2 separate regions of the Mus musculus genome follow, and region 1 is linked to region 2. A link is a contact called in public HiChIP or PLAC-seq data. All regions are on one chromosome and are shown on one strand. The core of a region is the stretch at or near the end of the contact, and the rest is flanking DNA. Distances in the headings are between cores, read along the strand shown. Region 1 holds the start of Mtf1 (metal response element binding transcription factor 1). Region 2 has its middle 34 kb from the start of Rragc.

Region 1 (5,693 bases), core at 1,269-3,768, 850 kb before region 2:
CCTTCAATGTTTCTTGGCATGGGTGTGGAACCAGGGTTTATAGTCAAATGAATCTGATCTGGTGAGATAATGTGTTGTACGTAACCCTGGGACATTGCTTCCTGATCTATTAAGAAGCCCTCTTCACCTTCCACCAGAAAAGGCAAGGGTTCTCCACACTGTCCATCGTCTTCATCATCCTCCAAAGTGCCAGGGTCCTGTTCTATGAGAACAGTGGTCCTATCATAAACAGTTCCAGATGAGGAAGGCACCAGTCCGTTGTCATCCACAAACCTGAGCATCTTGTCATGCGGGGTTAGGTCATCCTCCTCTCCCTTAAAGAAGATGATATTGTCGTCTGGACTGTGTTCCCCCATGGCTCACGTGTGCTCAGCCCAATTGTGAGAAATGGAAAGGTAACGGCCTTTCTGCAATAGATAACACCAGAGTTAGAACCACAGCCCAAGACACACCTATGTCCTCAAGGGATCCTTAGGGATCACTTTCCCTCATTTTAAAGAGCAAAGTGCTAATCCCAGACTTTGGAATGCAGAGGCAGGCAGACCTCTGAGAATTCCAGGCCAGCATTGTCTGCATATCAAGTTCCAGGCCAACCAGAGTTGGTGGTGAGACCCTGTCTCAAAACAAAGAGAGAGAGCAATCCAGGCCTAGGAATGGTGGTGAATGTCTTTAACCCAGCACCTGAGAGGTTGAGTAAGCTGGATCTCTCTTGAATTCCAGGTGAACCAGAGATACACAGTAAGAATCACACACACACACACACACACACACACACACACACACACACACACACTCACACACACACACACACACACACACACACGCATGCCGGGCAGCGGTGGCGCACGCCTTTAATCCCAGCACTTGGGAGGTAGAGGCAGGCGGATTTCTGAGTTCAAGGCCAGCCTGGTCTACAGAGTGAGTTCCAGGACAGCCAGGGCTAAACAGAGAAACCCAGTCTCAAAAGAATCAAACACACATACTCAATCACACAGAGGCAAACCAAAGCAAAAAAAAAAAATTATGTTCCTTGGAAATACTTAAAATCTGACACAATCAGTCACTGACAAGGAAAAAGCAAATCTTTTTTTTTCCCCCAAAAAATTCAAAGTTGGCATTCACAAGACCTTCTACTGTCACATACTTTAAAGATGGATCTATGAAGCTAAGGAGGATAAAAGAGCAAACAGGTGGCTGTTTAAAGAAAGAGTGGCTACAAACCTTCAGTGAGGTGCTCCCGTCCCAATGCCCTCCCTCCCCGCAAACACACCGTGAGGCAGTGCCACGGCCTCATGTAGTTGGTGGTGCAGAAACAACACTCTGAACATAACCACCTCCAAACCCTCCTTTTGCCCTTTACTGCTTGGACAACCTATCCGTGCCTGCTTTTCTACAGTGGGACCAGGGCTTCCTGTTTCATACAGAAAGAGAAACTGCAGGTAAAGAAAAAGGGTGGCTTCCTTCTGTCATTTCTAGAACACATCAGGTGGAGGGGCTAAACCCTAATAAGGAGTAGCTGATGCAAATCACTTTAATTATTTATATCGTAAAACATGATCTGGACCAGAGAGTACACTTGTACAGAGTGACTAGGCTTTCTGACCCGAAAGGCTGACTTAACATAAGCAATACTGACACGAGCAGCTCAGGAAATATCAGCAAAATGAATGACAGACATGCAGACGGTCTCTTTTTGAAGATAGCCTCTTGAGGAAATTACCAAATTTGAAGCTTTCATGGTCTGGAATGGTGATTCCTCCTTCACCCGAAAACACACAGGTTCTACAAATGTGGGTTTGGCAGACACAAAAGGAGAATTTAAAATAACCAGCACATCACTTAGTTCTCAACCTGGTTCTGCACTTTCTCTTCAGCTCAAGAGTCGGCAAAGTGAGCCTTTACTAGCCGGAGTGACAAGCAGGCGAGGTAGTTACCAGGCACAGGTCAAGGGATCTAATCTGAGAGGAACCAGCCCGAACCTTTGCTTACGCAACCCCAGAAATACACGTTTCTCGGTGTCTGAGAGGAGAGATAAGAGACCCGGTGGGCTGCCCCGGGAAACGCAGAGACCAACTTTCTGTAACAAGACCAGGAGGTGTGAGGGTGGCCGAGGACTGCGAACCCAGCACCTCTGAGAGACTAGCATGAGGACCCTGACCGGGAAAGCACCCCTAGTCCAGGGCTACAGAGAAAAACCCCGAGGCAGTCTGGGGGCTACGAGCTGGGCTAAGAGGGGCAGGGTCCGGGTCTCCATGGAAACAGAGAAGGGGGGCTGGATACCCATCCCCATGGAAACGGAGGAGGGGTGGGGTCCCTCGGGTGAGTGGAATGAAGTCTCAGCCGGGAATGGCTACGGCAGGGAGCCCCAGTCCCGCACCCCCCGGATAGTTCCAGCCCCAGCCGAGTCCAGCCTCTGCTTTTACCTCCGCGGCTCCCGGCAACGGCGGCAGCAGCAGCTTCTCCCCTCCCAAGCGGCACCATGATTGCCCCCACCTGTCCCTAGCGTCACTTCCGCTTCCGCTTTCCGGAGGAAGGAGAGGCCCGGGGAGCCCTGGGCCTGCTGCTGTTCGTGATTGGCTTCTACTCTCCAGGGGGCTGAGACCGCGCCTCTCCCCAGCGGGCTGTGGGCGGAGCGAGTGGAGTCTGGCGCTCCGGTGCCGCACCGGGAAGCTGACCATAGAGAGCGGGCTGTTTCGAGCGCGGGAGGATACGCGACATCAGCGGTGAAGTCGAGGTGTTCTCAGCCCCAGCTGCGTCCACAGCTGCAGCAAGAAGGCTGCAGTCAGCCGCCGCCTTCCAGATGCGTAGGCCAGCCCACGGCATCCCTCTCCTCGCCCCACTGTACCCACGCAGCATAGTTCACCTGGCTGAGGCTCCCCCCCAGGACCGGAACGCTGAGCAGAGCCCTCCAGAAACTTCTCGTTCTCACGCGCCCGCGGGAGCTAGCGGTTCCAACCTTCCTTAAGGAGGGTTTTTGCTCTAGAAAGGGTCAGCGCCACCTACTGGCCAGTCCCCTGTCAGCTCTTAACACTTATCCTACCCACCCTTGAAATCCACTCGGTGGTAGCAATATTTCAAAGCCCAAGAAGATACTTTTCTCGTGTTTCTATTATATTCCTGTATATGTAATTTTTAGACTCTCACATAAGCTAATGCTTATTTACCCCATGAACGACTTCTCTCGAATGTTTACGTTGGAGCAGTGCTCTTAGAGGCTAGATCAGGGTTCAGGCCCAAACTGCTGTGCCATTCCCTCTGAGTAAGGTTGAATAAGTGACTCTGGCGCACCAGCATGCCACAGATCAGCTGCTCTGTTCTTAAGCCACAAAGGACTAGCTGCCAGGAACTACCATCTCTTGAGAGAGGAGGATTGGGGAAGAGAAGACCAACTGACTGCTCTGACCTTAGAGTTCTTTTGAAACCAGAACCCACATTAGATGGCTCACATCCAGCTTCAGAGAGATCTGAGCCTCTGGCCTCTCCTAGCACATTCACACATGCATGTACCACCACCACCACACACATACACATAACTAAAAAAAGAGAGAACCATAGTCACCATTAAAAATACATTTTCATTAAAATATATTACATATATGAGAGGTGCTGCATTATATACAGTTGGGAGGACTGAATATCCTACAAAATCCCACTTGTTTCACCAGAACCCCCTTTCTTCAGTGCTCTTGGGGGCGACTGAGAGGCCTTGGAGTTGAGCAGAAAGGGAACAGGTGCCCTATGCATGAACATGTTTGCGGCTTGGACAGTGGAAGCATCTGGATGGCTAAAAGTTGTTTATCCAGGAACCTCTAAGCAGAGTCCTGCCGCCCCAAGCCATTCTCCTTCAGGGACTTCAGTTAGTCCAAGTATCTGACCATGAGATGCTCAGTACGGGATATGGGGAACTCACTGACTGCATGTCCTGGAGGCTGGCTGAATAAGGCAAAGTACAGTTACTTAAAACTTTTAAATAAAAATGAATAGGGAGCTATTTGTGTTAAATAACTAGAGTTGAATGTGGAACGTCAGTTCTACTATGGTGGATTGCCCCCATGTCTTCACAAGTCAGCATGGGTGTGCTAGCCAATGGCATGGAGAAGGGGCAGGTCTAGGCTCAGGTAGAAGAAACAGGTGGCTGCCATTCTTCCAGCAGCCTCAGACCAGCTTAAGGCAGTTCTTGAGCTGAAACAGGTGGGGCTGACAATTGTGGCTGCCTTAAGGAAAACAGGAGAGGAGTAGTGAGGCTCAGAGTGGACCGCAGAGGAACTGGTGAATAAACTCTTGGGCCTTCTTCTTTTCCGCCATGTCAAGCTTTTGGTGACGAGCTGGGTTCCGGAGCAGTAAGCTGCCAAATATGCTAGCTGTGCATGACAGAAACAGAAAATACCACTTAGCAACTGGGACACGGGGGTGATTAGGAGAGAGAACAGACTACCTCAAGCACTCTGTGTTAAAGGCAGGGCCTGGGTGCCTTGAACTCAGGGGCTCCACCTGCCTCTTCCTCCTGAGACTGGGATTAAGGCATGTACCTCTATGCCCAGGTAGTTCCTTCCTGAAAGCACAAACAACTGGGGGGTGGGGGAGAAACAAGTCTCTATTCCTACCAGTCTTTAGTTCCAGGCCAGGCAGAGCTATACAGTGGGAGGCTGCCTCAAGAAATAAAGAGGGGCTGTGGAGATGGCTCCTTAAGTTAAGTGCTTGCCATGCAAACATGACAGAGGACCTGAGTGCAGATCTCTAGCTCCCACTTAAATGTACCTGTAACCACAGTGATGTGGAGGGAGAGAGAGGTGGGTCCTGAGGCCTTGCCAGCCAGCTAGTCTAGCTAAAAGAAGGAACTAGCACAAGGGCTTGCACATGGTAGGTAAGGGTTCTACCATTAAGTCATACTTCCAGTCCCCAAAAACATTATTTGCATAAACTTTGCCCAAAACAAGGCATGATGGTGCATATGCAGCACTGGGGACCAAAGCAAGAGGATGCTGAGTCCAAGGCCAGGAGAGTGAGTTTGAGGCCAGCTTCAGCAGCATAACTTGACCGCCTTTTAAAAAGTTAAAACAAAACAAAGCTTCCTCAGAGCTTGGGGGGCCAGGGGAGCAAGGGAGAAGAGAAGGGAGGGTGAGCATTAATTCAGCTTCCTTTCTTAGTGATTCTGAACAGATGCTTGTACGACACTTGGCCACTTACCTAGAATATTCTCATCCAAATGATTGTTTGCTGAATTTTTCAGCAGTTCTTGCAAAAACGCCATCAAGTAGTTGAAGACATTTTTGTGGAAGCTGGGGAGGGTTAAAATTATCTGAAAGAGGGAGAAGGTGGGGTTTGCGGCTTCACTCAGTTACATGACAAGGTGCCCCTTATATATCCCCTTGTATTCCAGGAACTGAGAATCCACACAGAGCTGATCACTCACCACTTGGCACAAGTATCCAAAGGGAACAAAGGGCAAACGCTGCTGCATGGACTTAGAAGTCAGACTTCTAAAACTAAAAGTCGCAGACTTAAGGGAATCAAGGCCTTTTAGTTGGGTCTTGAATACAAGACAAAACGAGACTTGGAGCAGCAAGGATTAGGGTATTGGAGGCAAAGAAGGCAAGAGAAAGCAAACTGTTAAGTAGGAAGAGCACGAGCTGTCAAAGTCGGCAGAAACCTACAGCGGCACAGGTGTTAGGCTTAGAAGGGTTAGCCAGACC
Region 2 (5,793 bases), core at 785-3,284:
GACTCCTGTGCCTCCTGAGTGCTAGGATTACAGGCATGAGCCACTCCTAGCTTATGGGATGCTGAGTACCAACACTGGTCTAAAGGATGGGAAATGTAGCTCATTAGCAGGGATCTACTTGCCTCTGCCTCTCAAGTGCTCAAATTAAGGGTATAAGCCACCATGCCCAGTCTTTCTTTAAATATATATATATTTAAATTTTCTCAAACCAAACTCTTTAGTCTGGGCATCCACACTCTGCTAAATTCTCTAAATCACTTGTGTTGAACTTTTGTTGGCTGTGGCAATTTCTGATTCAGTTCAGCCTTAAACATACAGGGGAAGTAGAAAGATGATTTTGGATAGTCTTACTAACTCATTGCATGATCTTTCCCTCTGTCAGCCTCAGTTTCCCCTAGTATACTACTGCAAGGGAAAGTAGAGGAGATGATATTCCCAGGCCTTTAGCTATGTGAAAAGTGCCTTGTGTCTCTAGAGAGGTTTTCTCTGTTCTAAACACCTGTGCCCAGAGCCCAGCAAATCCTTCAGTGGCATCCATAGGTAGAGCAAGTGAGTACCCCCAAACAAACAACACCCCAGAAGCATTTCTGAAAAGGTCACAAAGACTGCTCCTGGGGAGGCGGGCACTCATCTCTTGCCTCCTCCCAGAACTCCTCACAGATCTTCCCTCCACACTGGCAAGAGCTGTCTCTGGGCCTCGTGTCCCTTGGGAGAAGCAAACACTGCTAAAATCCCATTGATTAATCGGGTCCCACCCTCGGATCAATGGCTGGCATTAGTCAAGCTTAGTGCAGTTTTATTAGTCTGGCTGCCCTCTTGCAGATGTTATAGATGAAGAAATAAAGTGGGGAGGAGAGAGAGAAAGGACAAAATCATTAGTCTGAAAGGAGTAAAAGAGCATCGCTCTGTTTTGTATTCTGACTCAGGGCCAGGCCATCCGCAACAGGAGCACACACAACAATCCATTTCAAAGCTATTTCCAGAAGTTCTGCCCAGCCTCCTGATTGCCCATGTCTCTGGATAGCTAAGATCCCAGGAGTGTTTGGTTCATAGCAACCACCAGCTCTGTCTCTGAAGCCATTTGACAAGACTCCAAAACCACCTGAGGTCCCATTCATTCGTCCATTCATTTCTCACAAGGGCCAGACTTTTGCAGGATGTAGGAAAACCAGCCTAACCATCGGCCAGACAATCTGTCTTGAAAGTGTCATCTCTGCTCTGAAGGGACCAATCCTTCCGCAGGACTCCAAGAGGAGCCTGCCACATGGTGCCCACCTTGCCAAAGCTTTGGTTCAGCAAAGGAAACCCACGGGCCTGCTTCCCAAAGCACTCCAGAGAGGAGCTTTGAATTAAGACCAGAAATGCTTTTAGAAGACTGCAGTCTCTGGTCTTCTAACGATGACCTCTTCCTTAATTTTGTGATAGCTTCGTCTGCCTTTTTCAATCAGCTAGGTAGCTATAAAAAGCTAAGCACCTCCTACCAACCCCATTAAGATGAAAGCGGAGGATTTTATTATTCATTTTTAATAGGAAGAATCTGAAACCCCCCACCCCCAGAAGTGTAAAAGGTAGGGTTTTGATGTATCTGGTTATGGAGAGAGGTTGCAATAGTTCACCCTCCAAGAGCGGGAATGCTGGGAAAGGCTTGGGTGATCCATCTGTGCACAAAAGGAAAGTGGGTAACCTCTGCTATCACGCCCCTCCAAGGCACCCAGCTCCACCGTAGGGGCTGACTTCAGGACCTGAGAAACCAGGAGTCACCCAAGTTCCCTAGAATACCACCTCCCAGTAATTGTCTGCTAAACACTGGCAACACACACACACACACACACACACACACACACACACAGGTAACTAAACGGAATGACTCCCCCCAGGTCTGTGCTGCTCGTAATGGTAATAAAGCCCTTGCCACAGACACTGTCATTATCCAAACGCCATTAACATCAATATTCGTATCAAATACCATCTGGCAAAGGAGCCCACAAACCGAAACCTCTCCTTCTCTGGGACTTCCCAGCTTAGAGGGGAGGGGCAACCCGCTGCTTCCTCCTCTAGCCACATGCTCAGGGCACAAGGAGCCAGGCTAGCATCTGCACCCTGGGGGGCGGGGGGGGGGGGAGGACCACAAGATGCAAGGGAAAGGGGACATAGGAAAGAGAAAAGCACAGACAAATTGCGTTTTTCATCACCATTGACTTCTCCTCAACTCTTAATTATGAAGATGCAACGAACTGCTCCTTCGTGTTGTCATACTAGGGAACTGACTGAGTATTTGTAGAAGCCTCAGAGTAGTCATTGTTTTTCAGAGAAACAGAACTTCCCTCCTGCCAGTCCCCTGGCTGCCTTGGAGCCCAAGTCACTTACCAAGCCCTATACTTAAGCAGAAAGAGGTCCCTATGGGAAGTACTTTGGTGACCCCAGAACACCAGCTCTTCTTGGAGAGAGAGGTTAGGTGCCTGGGGCAGTACTAGGATCCTCTTTCTAGACTGGATCTGCCTTTCTCAGCCAACCACATCAGGTTACCCTTGAGAATGGGAAATCAGCCACCCGGCCATAAGACTCAGCCTGAGCTCCTGCAGAGAGAAACCTTGACAAAATGCAGCTGGGCACAGGCAGGAAAGCAACTAGGGAGCAAGCTTGGAGAAGATCCCACTAAGAATTGCTCAACCTCATCTTGCCTCCTGTGGATGTTAGCTCTTGTGATTATCAGGGATCACATGGGTACCTGCAGTATGGGGGTACAGGAAGATGCTGAAAAATAAATGATGGTGGTGGTGATGGTGGTGGTGGTGGTGGTGGTGAGAATAATTACAACTACCTTTCTCTACACACAAAACCAGTTCACATTTTGGTCCTTATAATCATAAAGTGGTTAAAAGGTAGTTATTCCCATTCTATAAAAGATGAAGAAGAGTGAGGAATCAGGTAACATGGGAGGGGGAGGCGTGAAGTTTGAGTCTTCACCTACTGAACTCAAGGTTTGAGCTCTGAGCCAATGCTCTGTCCCACTCAACAGCATTTTTGTAAACTAAGGTTCTGAGCCCAAGAGCCTGGCTTCTGGCTCTGCTGTGTTCCTACCACCTGCATAATTGTAATCGCTTTGCCTCTTGGATCATCTCTGCCTCTCAGCAGTGAGGACGCTCTTCTTCGATGAAAGCCTGTTCCTCCTAACATGTACCGACTGTACAGATGAGGGCTGGGGCTGGGACTCAGTTGGTAGGAAGCTCAACTAGCAGGTACAGAAACCTGGGTTCAGTCCCAAACACTGCATAAACCATGTGTGGTAGTAGCTCATGCCTGACCCCAGCTCTTGAGATAAAGGCAGGAGAACCAGGAGCTGCAGGGTCATCCTCAGATACACAGAGAATCTGAGGCCAGGCTGGGCTACACGAGGCTGCCTTCTAAAAAGCCAAGCTTTACAAATGAGAATACCAGTTGTATCTGGCTTCACACACAGGACCGTGGCATAGCTGTGAACAGGAGGGGTGGTGGCAAAGAGAGGCATCTTTAGATAATGCCAGGGACAGAAACTGTGTAAAAAAGGCTCTGGTGCAAGACCCAAAGCAGGGCATCCATTGCCAGACCAATTGTCCAAGAGACTCTCAAGAAACTACTCAGAGGCCAAAGAAATGCTTGGGCTCTGGGCTGAGGAGAGGCCTCTGCCCCTAAATAAACCCACGGCTTTAGAACCAGGTACCTGAACCGTGAATACAGACGACACAGATTCTGTGGCCGGCTCTTGCAGCATCTTTCATAGTGAGATGCTACTGGCTGGCACATTGAGAACTGTGGAGACTTAAACACTGGATCCGCAGAAACAAAATGCTCTGAGGCAGGAACTGCCTCTTACCCCCACCTTAAACCCTCTCTGGAAGCGCACAGAGCTCCGAAGATTAAAAGGACTGAGCTCTGCAGGGTTGGAGGCAGAGACTCCCAGAGAGGCATCCCTCCAGGAAGACAGCAGGTCTCTGAGCCTAGAACCAGATTCTAGTGACCCTCACTGATGGCCCAGCACAAAGACTTCCTAGAGAAGACAGCAACAGGCAGAGGAAGGGGATACTCTACCCTCAGGGAGTCTTTGAATTCAATACCATACTATTCATACAGTGTTACCCACTGTAAAGTCTAACCAGCCTTCATCCCTTGTAAGCAACCAACTAGCATGACCTTGGAGCGCCCCCCCCCCCACACACACACAGTGGGCTTACACTGCCTAGAACAAGTCAGAGCTGGGTTTCCCTGGCCTGGAAAGGCAGAGGGCTCACACAGAGAGCGGGGGTTGTAGGGATAGAGGCTGACCGGGATCTGAGAAGTGAGTTCATCAGAGGCAGTGAGCACTACCTGAGCTCACCTTTCTGGTACTGAGGAAGTGACTCATGGCTTTCTCAGCACTGTGCAAACAGACTGGGGAGGGCGCGTCCTTGGAGCAAAGTGAAACAGCTCGGACACCAACTGTGCGTGTCCCCAACTCTGCTCTTGACCCCTTGCCCCTTGCCCACCTGCGGTGTGCTCTGGACACCCTGGACACTGTCTCCTCTGAACCCAGCATACTCTCCGTAACGCAGGGAGACGGGAGCTCCACTGGTACTTCACAAGGGATGAAAAATCAAAGGGGGAAGACTTTCTTCACTGTATTTTTTAAACATTTGGGTACGAAAAGTCAGATGTCAAAGAAGAAAGCCCCCCATTTACATCTCTTAAAATATGAGCAATTAATATTTTCTGCGGAGGTTCACGCTCCCTCCTTTCGTTCTGTTTGCAGGGCATTGTTCAGCCCTGCCTTGTAATTTGTTGCGTGCTTAAAGTATTCAGTCTGTATTTCATTTGGGCTACACATTTAATTCAGCCAACATGTTCATTTGAAGATCAATACTGTCATAACTATGTTGAAAAATTAAATTATTGTAACTTTATTTACATTTCTTAAAAGTACTGTGAAAATTATTCTTAACCAGGACCTAATCAATGTTAGAGTCTAAAAATATGCCACTCTGCATGAAGCTATAAAAAGATTAATGTACATTTTTTTACAAGAAATTAGTAGCTTAATGAAGTGGATAAAAACGCTGTCACAATTTTTATTGGATCTAAATTGCATAGTAGTGGAGGTACAGTAAGTGCCTTCTACATAATGACATAATGAGTCATGACTGGCGCTGGAAGGCTAATTTGCCCTTAACTGACACAAAACCAAGGAATTAACATCCCAGTCGCTCTACGCCAATAGCAGATGCATTATTTCACTGCACAGCGGGGTTTTTAACTAAACTCTTAACTGTAGAAATATTGATCTATTCTTCTGTGAAATGATGAAATTGGAATTTTTTTTTTAAACAGGACGTCTTAAATTATGGCTGCAGCAGTGACATTTGCTTTCATACTCCCATGCCGGCCTACAGAGCAGATGCAACCAGAAAAGTTATGGAGGCTCCCACCTGTGTCTCCGGGTCCTCAGTCAGAGAAGAAAGGAGAGTGGGGGAGTGGTGTGTGGAAGGAAAAGGTGGCACCGAGAAACAGTTACAAACCGCTAGGAGAACCTGGGACTGTGCTCCCATCGCTAGGGTGTTTGCCTGGAACGCATGAATGCTGGGTCACCAGCATTGCATGAACTGGGTGGGACGCCCATAACCCCTACGTCTTCACTATGTAGTACTTGAATGTAGAGGCAAAAGAACTAAAAAGTCAAGGTCGTCTGTGGCTACATCGGAGTTTAAGGCCAGCTTAGAATACACAAGACCCCGCACCCAAAAAACCCACAAACAAACAACACACACAAATGCTCAGACATAC

The links. HiChIP or PLAC-seq counts read pairs in DNA pulled down with a chosen protein or histone mark.
Region 1: an H3K4me3 HiChIP or PLAC-seq map of bone marrow-derived macrophages shows a contact between it and region 2, with 6 times the contacts expected there. The contact joins the promoter of Mtf1 here to the enhancer-like site in region 2. A contact is called at or near these places in 19 of 39 promoter capture datasets (the 3T3-L1 cell line, 3T3-L1-derived adipocytes, the C10 cell line and 10 more), 1 of 15 datasets of contacts at CTCF or cohesin (large pre-B cells), 6 of 115 datasets of contacts at active chromatin or transcription factors (astrocytes, bone marrow-derived macrophages, embryonic basal ganglia and 3 more) and 1 of 9 other capture datasets (embryonic stem cells).

Annotation. Positions count from the first base shown.
Region 1 is chr4:124,799,374-124,805,066 of GRCm38.p6, reverse strand. It overlaps Mtf1 (metal response element binding transcription factor 1), which reads right to left and starts at 2,518. Exons shown (of 11, transcript NM_008636.4): 1 at 2,424-2,518; 2 at 1-407. The coding sequence starts at 356. It overlaps Inpp5b (inositol polyphosphate-5-phosphatase B), which reads right to left. Exons shown (of 24, transcript NM_008385.4): 23 at 5,188-5,299; 24 at 3,556-4,361. The coding sequence ends at 4,246.
Region 2 is chr4:123,948,467-123,954,259 of GRCm38.p6, reverse strand. No RefSeq gene overlaps it. Among named protein-coding and RNA genes, the nearest start is that of Rragc, 34 kb to the right of the region's middle. Within about 2 kb of position 2,034, at least 55 of the 459 cell types and tissues checked have an H3K27ac peak or open chromatin away from gene starts, as enhancers often do. A contact at or near this core is called in bone marrow-derived macrophages, where this site is marked.